Regions from separate parts of the Mus musculus genome. Here regions 1 and 3 are each linked to region 2. A link is a contact called in public HiChIP or PLAC-seq and promoter capture Hi-C data. All regions are on one chromosome and are shown on one strand. Each heading gives the region's core, a stretch centred on a gene start, on an enhancer-like site or on the middle of the called end of the contact. The rest is flanking DNA. Distances are from core to core; before and after follow the strand shown. Region 1 overlaps F730016J06Rik (a long non-coding RNA gene). Region 2 holds the start of Ppp1r26 (protein phosphatase 1, regulatory subunit 26). Region 3 has its middle 37 kb from the start of Olfm1.

Region 1 (4,589 bases), core at 1,723-4,222, 350 kb after region 2:
CCTCAGCTCTCACCCATGTAATCAGCAGGATGACTGGCCCTGGATCAGAAAGACCTGTGTTCTTCCGAGGAAGAGGTTCAGCAGACACAACTACACAGGCATTTATAAAAGGCCTACTAGCTGTGATGGGAAAGTGGGTGTGACCTGCCTAGCATCCATGAAGGAAGAGATATGAGTCACAAGGAAGCATCTACTGTTGGTGTGCAGTCCCATCTAGAGGCTGAGTCAGCAGCTTCCAGATGTTTGTAGACAGATGGGGAGGGGCTCTGAAGTGTCTGTGGTTGCTGTGCATTGGTAGCTCCTGATTTCTTTTCTCTGTGTTGTGTTTCTCTAGTCTTACCACACACGCTACATGGTATTTGTAATCACAGCCTTAAGCTCATCATAGCACTCAAAGCCACTAAGCTCATCAGAGCCCACTCTCCCTGAAGTTCCTGTCCCTGGCTCTTTGCATGTGTTCCAGATTTATCATCACCCCCACTTATAGGTGAGGGATGGGTAAGAAATTAGCTCCAATCAGGTATCTCATAACTAAAACTGTTCTTCTTGGATGCACAGTGTCTCCGTGTGATGGTGGCTAATGTTGCCCAGTGGTTCTGTCAAAGGGTTGAGGTCACACAGTGTGTGCGTGTGTTACAAGCTCAAGGTGTGTGTGTGTGTGTGTGTGTGTGTGCGCGCGCACATGTGACAAGCCCAAGGGTTGAGCTGCCTGGAACACACTGCCCCATGGTATTGCCTGCCAAGATGAAGTCTGGGGATACCTGGAGCAGGTGGGCACGAGGATCCGTCTGAGTGTCATCACAAGATGAGATGGACTGCCTGCTGTTTTTTTTTTTCTAGGAAGTCCCACAGGGGACGCTACATAGGCAACAGTCAACGAGCTGACACCTGTCCAGCCTCTTGTGGAAATAAAGTCGGCCAGGTGATCCTGGCTGCCAGCCTCATAGAAGAAGGGTTTTGCTTCAAGGAAAGCAAACAAAACCAAAGGGATGGGAGCTGGATAAGCAGGGCTTCAGTGTGCTGAGGCTGGGAACAGGGTGGGGTAGACTAACAGTTCTGTGCTGCGTCTTCAAGGTCAACAGCCACTTGACCCTAGTGTCATAGCATCCAGTCAAGGCTATGGTGTCACTTGAAGAATCAGGATCTCTTACAGATGGTGGTGTAGTCAGCCTTGGCAGGCCAGTTTGGAATAGCCAAAATGGCTTTTCATGATGCTGAGAACTTTCTAGAATTTTCCAAAGAAGCTTCCACCCTGTTGGTACTGCCTGAAAGATCATAGGTTAGTGAGTTTTCAGTGGGTGTGTCATTTGAAGATAAGAACACTACTGTGTCTGGTGCAGCAGCCAGGGCTATGCGTTGAGGCCTAGCTCTCTTCTCCCTCAGCTGTACACAACCCGCTGGCCCTCGGGCTGATTAGCACGGCAAAGTGTACCGAAACACAGCAGGTTGTCATTGTGGTCTGTACTAGGGAAGCAACCTAGAGCAGCTCAGCCTGTTCCTGTCTGTCCATACAGTCCTCTAAGACTAAGATGGCAAGTGTGCCCCCAGAGCTGGGTAGGGGCCCGTATGTCCTGGTGTCTAGAGGTGAGCTGACTGCCTTCTGTGGCTGCTACTGAGCATGTGCGGCATTGCTTCAGGGAGTGCATCCAGCTTGTTCTGGCCTGAGGGAAGCTTCTGGTGGGATGGAGTGCGGGTGGTAGACGAAGTGTGTTGGAGAGTGTACTCAAGATCATGAATGTGCACACATGTGAGCCTGAGAGAGTGCATGCGATGAATTCATGAGCATTTATGAGCTGTGAGCGAGTGTGTGTGTGTGTGTTGTGAGCCAGTGAGCATATGGGTTGTGAGTCTCTGGAGGTGTGTGCTGAGTCACGTGTCTGTAGGTGCATCCTTTCGTGAAAGTGCCAGTGGTCTCCATCAGAAGAGAGCAGAAGTTGGATCACACACACCCCTCCTCTTCAGCCTGAGGTTTGAATGCAGCCCAGTTATGCCAGGATGAGCCCTCTCATCTACAACACAGGTCCTATCTAGACCTGTCTGCTAGATGTAGTTTCCTGATGGTCCTAGCCAAGGGGCTCAGAGAATAAGAAATGACACCCACGGGCTTCATGTCTGGCTGGACCTCCTAGCACCCTGCATGTGTCTTCCATATCTTAGGGAGTGGTACTATTCCTGGGCATTGGGGTCCTTGGTCACAGCTGCTCCCCCATAAGCATACCAGAGACTTTACCTGCTCCTCCCCAGCGCCTAAGGAATTCTATTTTTTACTTCATTTCAAGGCAAGGGAACTGAGACTGGAGATTGCGCACCAAGTTTTGCAGTAAGGGCCTACCTGCCACTGCCAGGGATCGGTCTGTCCAGAGTGCAGGGCAGCCTGTTTCAGTTGGGTTCAGAGACTGTAGCTTTTCCCATCTCCACTCTCCAGCACACCCAGAGAAAAATCACTGCAGGCCAGGGGAGAGTGAGCCCCGGGGGCACACTCAGGTCATAGTGGGTGGAGACGTGTTTGCAGCAGACATCTCTCAGCCTCAGTTTCCCCTGTGTGAAACAGATATTTGGGTGTGAGCCTTCTTGTTATCAGAAGGTCATTCAGAGAAGAACGCCATCACGGGGAAGGCCGAACTCAGAACAGCTCCTTCCACCCCTGCTCCCCAACCTCTCCCACTCTGGGCAGCTTCCCACCCCCTGCTCACCTACGGGTCACCTTTACGCTTGGTGTCAGGTGTGAAGCAATCAGCCCTGTATTTTGTATTGCATGGTGGGAGTGCAAAATAAATGTTTAATTTATCACTAGCTCCAGGAACAGGGAGAAAAAAATAATAAAAATTCTGTCTCAAGCACCTAGAACATATTATTTACAGCCCCAAACTTTCACAACAATTTGAATGCAAAGCAGGATGGGCTGTATTTATAGCACGATGTCCCAATTGCAAAAGAAGGCGTCTGCGAGCAAAACAGCACTTTCCTTTAAACTGCTCGCTGAGAAACCGGGGAGAGGCTTTGCTTTCCCAGAGAGGCTGCGCACTGAAAATGTGCAGGTACCCAGGCAGAGGGAACAAAAGCGATGAGAAAGGGCGGCGGGCAGGCGGGCGTTGGCAGCCCCCACCGGCGGAGCTGGACTGCTTTCTTTTCATTTAAAATAACATTTTTATTGATTCTTATGCAGGTCCCTGTGAGGGTGGGAAACTGACTGATGCCTCCAGGAGAAACAACTTGGGAGAAAGCCCTTGGTGGTCCTGGTAGCGTATTGTCTCCACCCAGGTGTGGGAGGAGTCAGAGGAACCCAGCTGACTCAGTTTCCCCTCTCTTAGGAACTGAAGCAGCTTCTCTTTCCTTGGGGCTGAGATGATTAATGAGGAGCCGAGGAGAGCTTTGAAGATGAAAAATCTCCCCGCTGTCCCAGGGATTAATCATCGTATAATATAATGCATGTTCCATAGCACTGTGGCGACTTAATTACCTACAGTCACCGAAATTATTTTCCTCCCGCGCCTCCCAGGAGAAATGGTCCCCCCTGTTTTGAGCCCCAAAGCCACAGCCCAGATTCTCAGCGAATCAAAGCTTCCCAGTTTCCCGCAGCCACAGAGAAGCTGAAGGCTTCCAGGGATTGAGAAACAAAGGCATTCAAGTAGAGATGCCTCAGATAGATCGCAATAGGGGGCTGGGGGGCAGGGCAGGGAAGGGAAGGGGACAGAAGTGGCTCTTTGTCACTTGAAGAACTTGCCTATTCCCTTCAAGTCAGTGAAAGTGTCCTTGGTCCCTCACAGAGATGCACTGGTGGGCAGGGAGTACGGGTTAAAACCCCCCTCCCCTTCAGCTGGTCAGCCTCTGTTCCCAGCCGTGGCCAGTAAGACAAGGGACTGTCTCTATTGACCCTTTCTGAGATGATGACCACTGGGTGTCCATTCTTGCTTATCTGGGGGCTTGCCATTGAGCTGTGTGGGCCAAAGCCTATACCGTTTAGTTTGTATTGTCAACTTGACACAAACCAAGTCTCCCAGGAAGAGGGAACCTCAAGCAAGAAATTGACTGTCAGATTGGCCCATGTGCCTGTGTGAAACACATTTTTTTTGATTGTTTCTCCATGGATTCTACTTCCTGCTCCTGCCTGGAGTTCCTGCCCCGATCCATCAGTCCTCAGTGATGGGCTGTCGCCTTTAAGCTGAAATCAAGCCCTTGCTCCTTACATTGGTTCTGGTCACGGTGTTTATCACAGCAACAAACATCAAGGTAGAACCAAGGGCTTTCTCATCTGTGAATGGCACCCTTGGGCTGGCGTGCTTGGATGAGGGAGCTCAGTGGGTTGGAGACAGGTTGAGAGTTCACTTTGTGGCCATTTGTAATGCTTATCTTGACCTCACTGTGACCTTCATTCCTGACAGAAACCATTTGAAGGATGACAATTTTTAAAAAATTTATATATGCTAAGTACACTGTAGCTGTCTTCAGACACACCAGAAGAGGGCATCGAATCCCATTACAGATGATTGTGAGCCACTGTGTGGTTGCTGGGAATTGAACTCAGGACCTCCGGAAGAGCAAGCAGTCAGTGCTCTTGACCACCGAACCATCCCTCCAGCCCAACGGAT
Region 2 (4,351 bases), core at 1,152-3,651:
ATCTAGACCAAAATCTGCTCAGAGCGACAGGCAACAAATGGAGAGGTCACTGAAGATGCAGCGGCAACTCATGGTGATTACCAATGTGTGCTTTAAGAGTTAAACTAGTGGGGCTGGTGAGATGGCTCAGTGGGTAAGAGCACCCGACTGCTCTTCCGAAGGTCCGGAGTTCAAATCCCAGCAACCACATGGTGGCTCACAACCATCTGTAACAAGATCTGATGCCCTCTTCTGGAGTGTCTGAAGACAGCTACAGTGAACTTACATATAATAAATAAATAAATCTTAAAAAAAAAAAAAGAGTTAAACTAGTATAAAAAAAAATCTATTGTAATTACTTGTAAGTCTCAGGTGTAGGCTGATGCTCTGCAAGGCTTCCAGGTGAGGTCTTCACTGCTCGGCTTGCACTTCAAAGCATCTTCTACCAGCTTTTAAAGTCGGCCGTGTGAGGGCTGGACATGGTGGTGTACACTTTTAGTCCAAGCACCAGGATAGCCTGGTCTATGCATAGTGAGTTCCTGGCTTAGCCAGGGGTCTCTAGTGAGACCAAACTGTCTAAATAAATAAACAAATAAATAAACCAGCATTTACTACCAGGATTATCATCAGTAACATCTAATTTAGAAACTGATCATGGCTTATAAATATTTTTTCTGTTATGATATGTCCTTAATGTAAAGAAAGGCTTGACAAGTTGAGGAAAAACTTGCCCTGACACCAACTACACTAACTGTGGCTGATTTGCCTCCCCTCTAGTGAGAGCCGCAGGATGGAGGGTGCTTTCCTCTACCAGCTACCCGAGCTCACATCCTGGCCATCCTCAACAATCACTTTGCTTTCCTGAGACTCCCCACAGGCACAAGGCAGTGGGAACTAAAGGGAAGAGTAACTGCTTTCACTGGCTGGAGGACCTACCGCTTCTTTGCTGTAGGTGGTGTTCAAACTGCAATACTATAGAAATCACGTAACATTTGCAGGGCTTAACTGTGAAGGGTCTGAATCGAGTAGGGTGTGGTGGGGTATGCATGCCTTAATCTCAGGTGAAGGCCAGAGGATCAGGAGTTCAAGGCTAGTACTGGTTCCTTATCTAGTTCAAAGACAGTATCTGGGCTACTTGATGCTGTCTCAACCCACCAAAGTAAACACAACAAAAAGTGCTTTCCCCGTTGGGGCAGGGCAGGGTGGGATGGGGTGAGTAACATTAATATCTTAACATGACAGCAGGTGCAGAGCCGAGGGAATAAATCAGTTTATTTCCACTCACCTGCTCACAGCTTATAACGATGGACCCAGAACTGAGCTCCTCTGACAGTCTTAATGGTTGTTGGTCCAGCTACCTGGTCAATCTTGGGAGCTGTCACTCTGGAGAACCATGAACTTCACAGTTAGAAATGTGAGCTGAAGCCAGAATTGGGGCTTTAAACTGGAGGCTCTGGGAATCAGGTTTCCAGGGTGGTTGTGGGTACAATCATCACCCCTCTCTGCCCCCCCCCCCCCAGCATGGACTCTGCACTTAACTTATGATGTAGAGGGCCCTGTACTCCAACTTAAAGTGGGTGTGGGTAAGATTTGGTCCTTAGGAGCCAGAGGTGCTGACAAGATTCGGCCCCCAGAAAAATTGTTGTGACTGCCAATCCCTGTGCACAGTGCTGGAAGCAAGGGGAGACAGATCCCCCTGCTGCCTGAGTACTGACTGCTCTTCTCACTGTCTGAGAGGGAGCCGCAGTCTGGTCTTCAGCAGGTTAATGCCAACCCTTCTCCAGTCAGTGGCAGGGCCTCCGGCTGGTCTGTGCCCCCATCCATCCATCCCCCCCGAGTAATTTTCTGGGATCCCAGGCTTAGGGAATCCGGGAGTCTCGAAGCTGTTCGTGGCAGGTCGAGAAGGCAGCCTTGAAGGCCAGGCCGGCCTCAGTGACCGGGAGCCCGCCCCTCACCTGAGCCACACCTGGGCCCGCCCGGCGCCCGCTGGCTCTCGAGGAACGCAGGGCGCAACAAGCGCCAGGCATCCGCGAGAGGCGCCTCCCGGGGGCCGGGACCCTCTCCCGTGATAACACCAGCCTCAGCCACCAACCCGATCCGGACCCTGCACGCCGCGGCCTGCACCACGAAGCCAGCCCAGCTGCCCGCCCTGCGCCCCGCGTCCCGGGAGGCGCCGGGCCCGGAGAGCGGGGAAGCACGGACACTCCCGCCCCGCCCTCCCTCGGTCGGGCGCCCGCAGCCACCGCGGAGTCCCGCGGGGACTCAGGGGCCCGGCGCGCCGTGGGAGCGCGGGAAAGGAGGGCGGGGCCGGCGCGGCGAGGGGCGGGGCGACCCCCACCCCCCACCCCGGGCCGTCTCTCCCGCCACCTACCCGCGGCGGCGGCGACCGCGCTCCGGAAGCCGTGCCCGGTGGCTGGGCATCATGGGAATGGCACGGCCGAGTTCCGGGGGAGGCGCGCGGCCCGGCCGGACCCCCGCCCGCGAGAGCGCGCCCACCTGCACTGCGAGCGCCCGCGCTCGGACACGCACGGCGCGCGGGAGGAGCGCATGGGGCAGCTTGGAAACGGCCGCGGCGCCCGCGGGACTCGGAGCCTGCGCGGGGACCCTCCTTGTCCTCCCACCCGGGGCCTGGCGCAGCTCCGGGCGCCGAGAGCGTGCGCAGCCCAGGGGTTCAGGAGGTCGCGCGCGTCGGCAAGTTGGCCACGGCGAGAGGCGTGGCCGTGAAGAGAAGGAGGGCGGCCGGACCCTCGCACATACCTTCTTTTTGGTCCAGATCCAGTGGCCCCCGCGTGCCTGGCATCTGCTCACAGTTGCCCTTCCTATCCTCAAACACAGCAAAGGTGTGCTTCCTTGCCTGCAGTTTGCACCCAGCTCAAGATTGTGCTTAGTTTGCCTGCTCTGGACACCGCGGGGCCTTCTGGGCTACCCAAGTCCCTTTACATTGTAGAACGCTTCTATATGTCTATGCACAATGCCCCCTCTCCCCACTTTAGCCAGATCTTAGAGTGTGCTTAAAGATAGGAACCCTGAGGCTGAGGAGAACTAAGCAACAGGAGTCATGCAGGGTGACCTTGCTCCACATTCACACCAGTGGTCTTAGGAACAGGTGGGATAGGACTAGCTTCCGCCAACGCGGTCAGGATTATACAGTGGAATTTCTTGGCTCTGTGGCACACTGTATGTGATGTCGGAAATCTCCCTAGTTTTCTTTTACTTTTTAGACATGTCTGGAGATTCTGTATTGATCATGTCAGGGAACAAGCCAGGCTCACCCCCGGCCCTAGGCACTCACCCTGTCTGATAAGGCAGAGGAAATGATTAGAGAGTGCCAGGGATCTGACAGGAGAAACCCCTAGAGACTTGTTATATAAATGAGCCTGACCTCAAACTTACACAGATCCACTCGCCTCTGTCTTCAGAGTGTTGGGATTAAAGGCAAGTGCCATCACACCTGGCCTGAGTTTTTGTCACTATGAAGTAATATTATGAACATTTAGAGAGAATTACACAACCAATAATACCATCACCAAGATGTAGCTGTAGGCCTATTTTGGAATGCTTTTAGTGTTGTGAGAAACACCTTTGGGTGTCCCTGAAGCCACTCTGTGTATGTCTCCTGGTCTAATGCCTAGAAGACAGTAGTCTGCTTGGGAGAGATGCGAGGTGCTGACACTTGGCAGGTGCCCTTCAGAGATGAGGACTGTTTGGTTATTTTCTACTGCTGTGAAGAGACACCATGACCAAGGCAACTTATAGAAGAAAGAGTTTATTAAGCTTACGGTTTCAAAGGGTGAGTTCATTCCACCATGGCAGGGAGCATGGCAGCAGACAGGCAGGCATGGTGCTGGAGCGATAGCCGAGAGCTTACATCTTGACCCACAAGCCTGACACAGAGAAAGCAAATTGAAACCTTTGAAACCTCAAAGCCCATGCCCAGTGACTCACCTTCACTAAGACCACACCCCCTAGCCCTCCCCAAAAACAGGTCCACCAATCAGGGACCAAGCAGTCAAACCTAAGAGCCTCTCATTTTGTCACCACAGGGATCTACCTCACTGCCTTCAGGGTAAGCAGATATTTCCCACTTCCTGCCAGCTTGTAGAGCTGCCGTACCACTGAGTCTGCAGCAGTCTCACCATCTCCCTGTCCCTCTCTCTCTTCCTCCACCCCTTCCATGCTTGGTCGGTAGCCTTGAACTTGCAATTCTCCTGCCTCAGCCTCTGGAGGGCTGACATTACAAGGATTATAATCTTTTGACTTTGGAGTTATTCTTTCTCCTCATCCTCCCTTCTTTTTCTTCCTCTGTGGTACCAGGGATTGAACCCAGGGCCTCTCATATGCTGGGCCAGAGCTCTACCACTGGGTTTCACCC
Region 3 (4,593 bases), core at 565-3,064, 280 kb after region 2:
AGGGTCTTTCACAGAGCCCAGAGCTTACCTATTCACTGGTCGGCTGAACAGTAACTCTGGGGATCTGCCTATCTTCAAATGCACCCCCACCCCATTATGGTTCTGGGATCACAGGTGTGTGCCACCACGTCTTCACATGGGTGCTGGGGAGTTGGACCCTGTTCCTTATGCTTACATGGCAAACACTGACAGAGCCATCCCTGACAGCATCCCCGTCTCATTCTTGAGCCCGAGGGAAGAATGTGAAGCCTGCAGGGCAAGGGTCTGTGCAGAAGCAGAGCTGTCACTCACAGGACATTAGTTGGGGACATCTGCATGGCTCTGTCTAGCTTTGCTGCCATCCAGAATGAGTGAGAATGGAGGACCTGGGAGAGAGAGGCCTGGAAGGCAAGATGCCCTCAGCTTTGCCTTGTGTATCATTTCCGACTGGCTCAGTGTGTGCCCAGCGCCTTACCTGCTCCTACATCTGGAACAGGTGCCAGCAGCTGCTGGTGGAACAAATACAAATCAGTAGACAGGAGCCTCGATGATGAGCAAGCTTTCTTGGAAGCTGCAGGTGGTGACGGGTGAGGACCGGGGGTTGAGCATATGTTGTCCTTGTCATTCAGGGTAGCCCTGTGACTGAGACTGAGAAAGAGTGTCAGATGCTCTCTCCTGGATCACTGAAGTCAGCCTGGTCCTTCTGGCCCCTCTTTAACCGGCAACTCCCGCCTTCCCCATGATGTCTGCCTATCATGCTGATATATGCCTCATGTTCTCTTCAAAGATTCACCTCATCTACCTGTGTCTAGTAGTCAGGCTGTCTCAAGCTCAGAAGACCCAGCTCTCTTTCAGGGATGGAGGCCTCTCAACTTTGGCTTGAAAACTAATCTTGCTGGATGAAGGGTGCCTTGTGGGGTCTGAGCAAAGGCCCTCATGGCTACTGCACCCTATGAGGCTCTTGGTTTCTGGCCATCCTTGCTGGGGAGCCAGAAATAGGAATGGGCAGTGATGGCGGGCGGCACGGGGTGATCGATGACTGAGGAAAATCAGAGTGTCCATGATTACTTTGGTCTAGCCCATCTGCTCTGGAGAGGCTGAGGGAATGAGGTTTTGGGTAGAACTGATTTTATTCCTGGAAATGAGAATGTGAACGGTGTTAGCACCCGCTCCAGGAATCTACCCAGTTCCCAGCTGAGCCAGGCTCAGTTGCAGATGGCTAGCCCTGCCCTGCCTCGTGCTGCCCTGGCCAGGCTGGGTGCAGACAAGAATCCCTAGGGTTACGTCTGTAAGTTATTGGTGTACCTATCCAGGGAACAGCAGTGCTTGGCTTCCATTGTGTCCTACATCTTGTCAGAGAGAGAGAGAGAGAGAGAGAGAGAGAGAGAGAGAGAGAGAGAGAGAGAGAGAGAGAGAGAGAGACCCCCTTGATGCTCTCAGCAGGGGTAGTTGCTATTTCCCATTGTTGAAGCAAGATGTAGTATTCCTCAGTAGACCCCCCCCCCTTCCTCTGGCTTGTACCCAGTCCGGGTGCCCTGGGAAGATGCAGGTACCTTGCATACTCAGGGGTCAATAATTTCATACCCCTTCCTTACTCTAAGCACCCCCAATGCCAACAGCCTGGATTCTCCAAACATCAGATGAAAATAATCCTTTAATTACCCATGCAGGCAAATTTAGGAGTGCGAAGAGAGGGGGCGAAATGGAAAAAACGGTGGACTCAGTTGCTGCTGACATTGATTTCTCAGAGCTTTGCTGGGCGGGAGTCGTGCTGAGAGAGTGTAGGCTGAGTGTTATGCAGAGAGAATGAAGGCAGCCCTGCATCGCAAGCTGGCGTGTGGGCAGCTGCGTTCACAAGCAGCCCCCCCCCTTACAAACGTGTCTACACGGCAGGTGTCTGTGCTGCCCTGCTGCATGTGAGCCCTTCTGTTATATGCACCACCCAAGTAGCCCTACGTGGATCTAGGATGCCAGGGCAGAATCATTTTCTCTGGTCTGTCGTGACTTTCATCTGCTTTCAGGGTTTGCTCACCCTGATTCCTCTGCCCCTTTGACTTTGGCTGCAGGCCCAGTCAGCTCAGCCACTCACCAGGGAAATCCAGGTATCCACTTCTAGCTGGATGACTACATCAGCCTGGGGGTAGAGGATGTAAGAGGATTGAGAGGGAAGCGCTGGTGGTTGGGCAAGAGACTTCATTCTGCATAACAGCCATGGCCCATTTCTCTGAGATGTCCACCAGTCACCAAGCCTGCCTGGTAGGGAGCACTTGGGAGATCATCTCACTCCCAGCTAAGCTTCTGCAGCTGAACTAGCATTCTAGGCCTTGTGTGGGACCCACTGCACCAGGGGGATGGGCTGGTTGATTGGTGGGTGGATTTATAAATAGGTGGACAGGAAGGTTAATGGATGGATGCATAGATGTGTAGATGAACAGGTGGCTGGGTAGATGGGTGGGTGAATAATGAATGGATAGATGGATTGGCTGATGAATGGATGCACATATGGATAGATGAGCAGGTAAATGAATGAATAGATGAATGGACCCATTGAAGAACCAATGGATGGATGGTGGGTGGATGGATAATGGATAGATGGATGGACAGATGGATGGATGGATGGTGGATGGATGGATAGGATAGGATAGGCAGCAGGAGCAATGGGTAGGTGAACACACAGAAATGAATAGATGGTGTGCTGGTTAATTTTATGTCAATGTGACACATGCTAGGCTTCTTTTGGAAGCGAGAACTTCAACTAAGAAAATGCCCCCACCAGATTGGCTTGTTGGCAAGCCTGTGGTACATTTTCCTTCACTGATGGTTGATGTGTGAGGGCCCAGCTTACTGTAGGTGGTTCCACCCCTGGGTTGGTGGTCCTGGGAAGCTATAGGAAAGCAGGCTGAGCAAGCTGGGAGAAGCAGGCCAGCAAGGAGCACTCTCCAAGACTTCTGCTTCAGTTCCTGACTCTAGGAACTCCTTGAATTCCTGCCATGACTTCCCTCATTAATGGACTGTAACCTGAGGGTTATAAGCTGAAATAAACCCGTTCTTCCTCAAGTTGTTTTGATTATAGTGTTTTATTACAATAATAGAATCCTAACAAAGATGGCTAATCTGATAGGTGTGTATCTTTATATACATACATAGGTAACACATGCTAATAGGGACATGTTCCCATATATATGCACTTACATATGAGAAAATACACACATTGCATGGATACATGTGCACACCTTCACACATGCTCATGTGTATATGCACATGCGCTTATGCATGTACATAACACCATGCACGTTTGTTTTGCAGACGCAGCATGATACACCCCGCACACTCTGTTTCCTCCATTTCTGTCTGCTTCTCTGCCATTTCGGATGGACTTTTCTCACTCTGAAATCACCACTGCCCTCCCACTGCACAAGCTGATTTGCTACTGAGGATCCCAGACACTGTTTCTAGAATCTTACAATGGGAAGTATTGCTTCGCACAGCCTGGGTTCGGTACACAGATGCATGTGCAGGATGGAAAAAGCCTAGCCTTGAGTTACCAGCATCTTTATCCTGGTAGGCATCCCTGAATCAGCTTCCAAAGAGTCAAGTCTGCATTTCCTCAACAATCTCACCAGCTGTTCTAACCACTAGAAAGCATCGCAAATTGATACTTCTAATGTAATTAGTGGGCTTTCCCTCGGCGTTCAATGGCCATTTCCTTCTTTCTTAGTTCTTTGTCCAGGTACTTGGGCTACTGTTTTTCTGTAGAGTTGCCAACCCCAAAATTAGGCTAGGTAGCCACGGGTGGGCATAGCATCCTGATCTCAATGAGGATACTGGATAGGGAAAGTGCATAACTCCCACCCCAGGCAGGTGATGTTTAATGATAGCTAACTTCCTAGCCTGGAACTCAGCTCCAACCCTAAACCGCTGCATTGGGTTGCCCTCACCCAGGACATTCCTGATCTGGGTAGGCATTCAGCACACAAGCAGTAAAGATGCAGGCTGCTGACTTTAAGGGGTGACCCATAGCTAGTGCACAGGTTGGGTCAGCAGCCTTGGGAAGTTTCTACCCCTCAGAAGAGGGGTTAAATGGGGTCCAGACCTGCAGGCTGCCTGCCCTGCACTCCCTGTTCATAAGATGGGTTTCGGCCCAGAATTCCCTGTGGCCAACATGGAAAGACACTCTAGCAAAAGCTCTGTTGGCCTTTAACCCCTGTTCTTAGTATGTGCTGCAGAACCCACCCTGCCTCTTGCCCCTCTCTGTGCTGTGATCCATTGGCCCTCTTACCCCACATCTGAGTGAGGACAGCTGAGCTGACTCTTCCTTCCACCAGGGTCCAGATCAACCAAACCCACGTGCTCCCACTGGGGGTGGTGGAGATGCTGGGCAGCCTACCTATGGGCTGGGCAGAGTCCAAGGTTGAGGGAGTCCAGGGCCCGCAGCTTGTAGTGATGCCCCGAGGTGACAAATGACAGATGGTGAATCGAGTCTACACCCTGGCAGTAGCAACCATCCTTGGTCATCAGCTAGCCTCTGCCTCCAGTCCTCCTGCTCCATGTGTGTGCTCTGCTAGGCTGCTTCCTCGGCTGCTGGCCCCCAGTCAGAACAAAGCCTTCACTTCC

The links. Promoter capture Hi-C pulls out the DNA fragments that hold promoters and counts their contacts. HiChIP or PLAC-seq counts read pairs in DNA pulled down with a chosen protein or histone mark.
Region 1: a contact with region 2 is called in a promoter capture Hi-C map of hippocampal neurons, with 6 times the contacts expected there. The contact joins the enhancer-like site here to the promoter of Ppp1r26 in region 2. A contact is called at or near these places in 8 of 39 promoter capture datasets (the 3T3-L1 cell line, cranial neural crest, hippocampal neurons and 3 more), 1 of 484 Hi-C or Micro-C datasets (nephron progenitors), 5 of 115 datasets of contacts at active chromatin or transcription factors (embryonic basal ganglia, embryonic forebrain, embryonic limb bud and 1 more) and 3 of 9 other capture datasets (adipose tissue, liver and pancreatic islet).
Region 3: an H3K4me3 HiChIP or PLAC-seq map of forebrain shows a contact between it and region 2, with 2.7 times the contacts expected there. The contact joins the enhancer-like site here to the promoter of Ppp1r26 in region 2. A contact is called at or near these places in 9 of 39 promoter capture datasets (the 3T3-L1 cell line, 3T3-L1-derived adipocytes, the C10 cell line and 4 more), 3 of 115 datasets of contacts at active chromatin or transcription factors (embryonic basal ganglia, forebrain and stem cell-derived neural progenitor cells) and 3 of 9 other capture datasets (adipose tissue, liver and pancreatic islet).

Annotation. Positions count from the first base shown.
Region 1 is chr2:28,097,749-28,102,337 of GRCm38.p6, reverse strand. It overlaps F730016J06Rik (a long non-coding RNA gene), which reads right to left. Exons shown (of 10, transcript XR_003953783.1): 2 at 2,333-2,538. Among named protein-coding and RNA genes, the nearest start is that of F730016J06Rik, 4.7 kb to the right of the region's middle. Within about 2 kb of position 2,972, at least 29 of the 459 cell types and tissues checked have an H3K27ac peak or open chromatin away from gene starts, as enhancers often do. A contact at or near this core is called in hippocampal neurons, where this site is marked.
Region 2 is chr2:28,444,896-28,449,246 of GRCm38.p6, reverse strand. Ppp1r26 (protein phosphatase 1, regulatory subunit 26) reads right to left here and starts at 2,401. Exons shown (of 4, transcript NM_001005420.2): 1 at 2,351-2,401; 2 at 1,265-1,362; 3 at 339-555.
Region 3 is chr2:28,166,737-28,171,329 of GRCm38.p6, reverse strand. No RefSeq gene overlaps it. Among named protein-coding and RNA genes, the nearest start is that of Olfm1, 37 kb to the left of the region's middle. Within about 2 kb of position 1,814, at least 20 of the 459 cell types and tissues checked have an H3K27ac peak or open chromatin away from gene starts, as enhancers often do. A contact at or near this core is called in forebrain and hippocampal neurons, where this site is marked.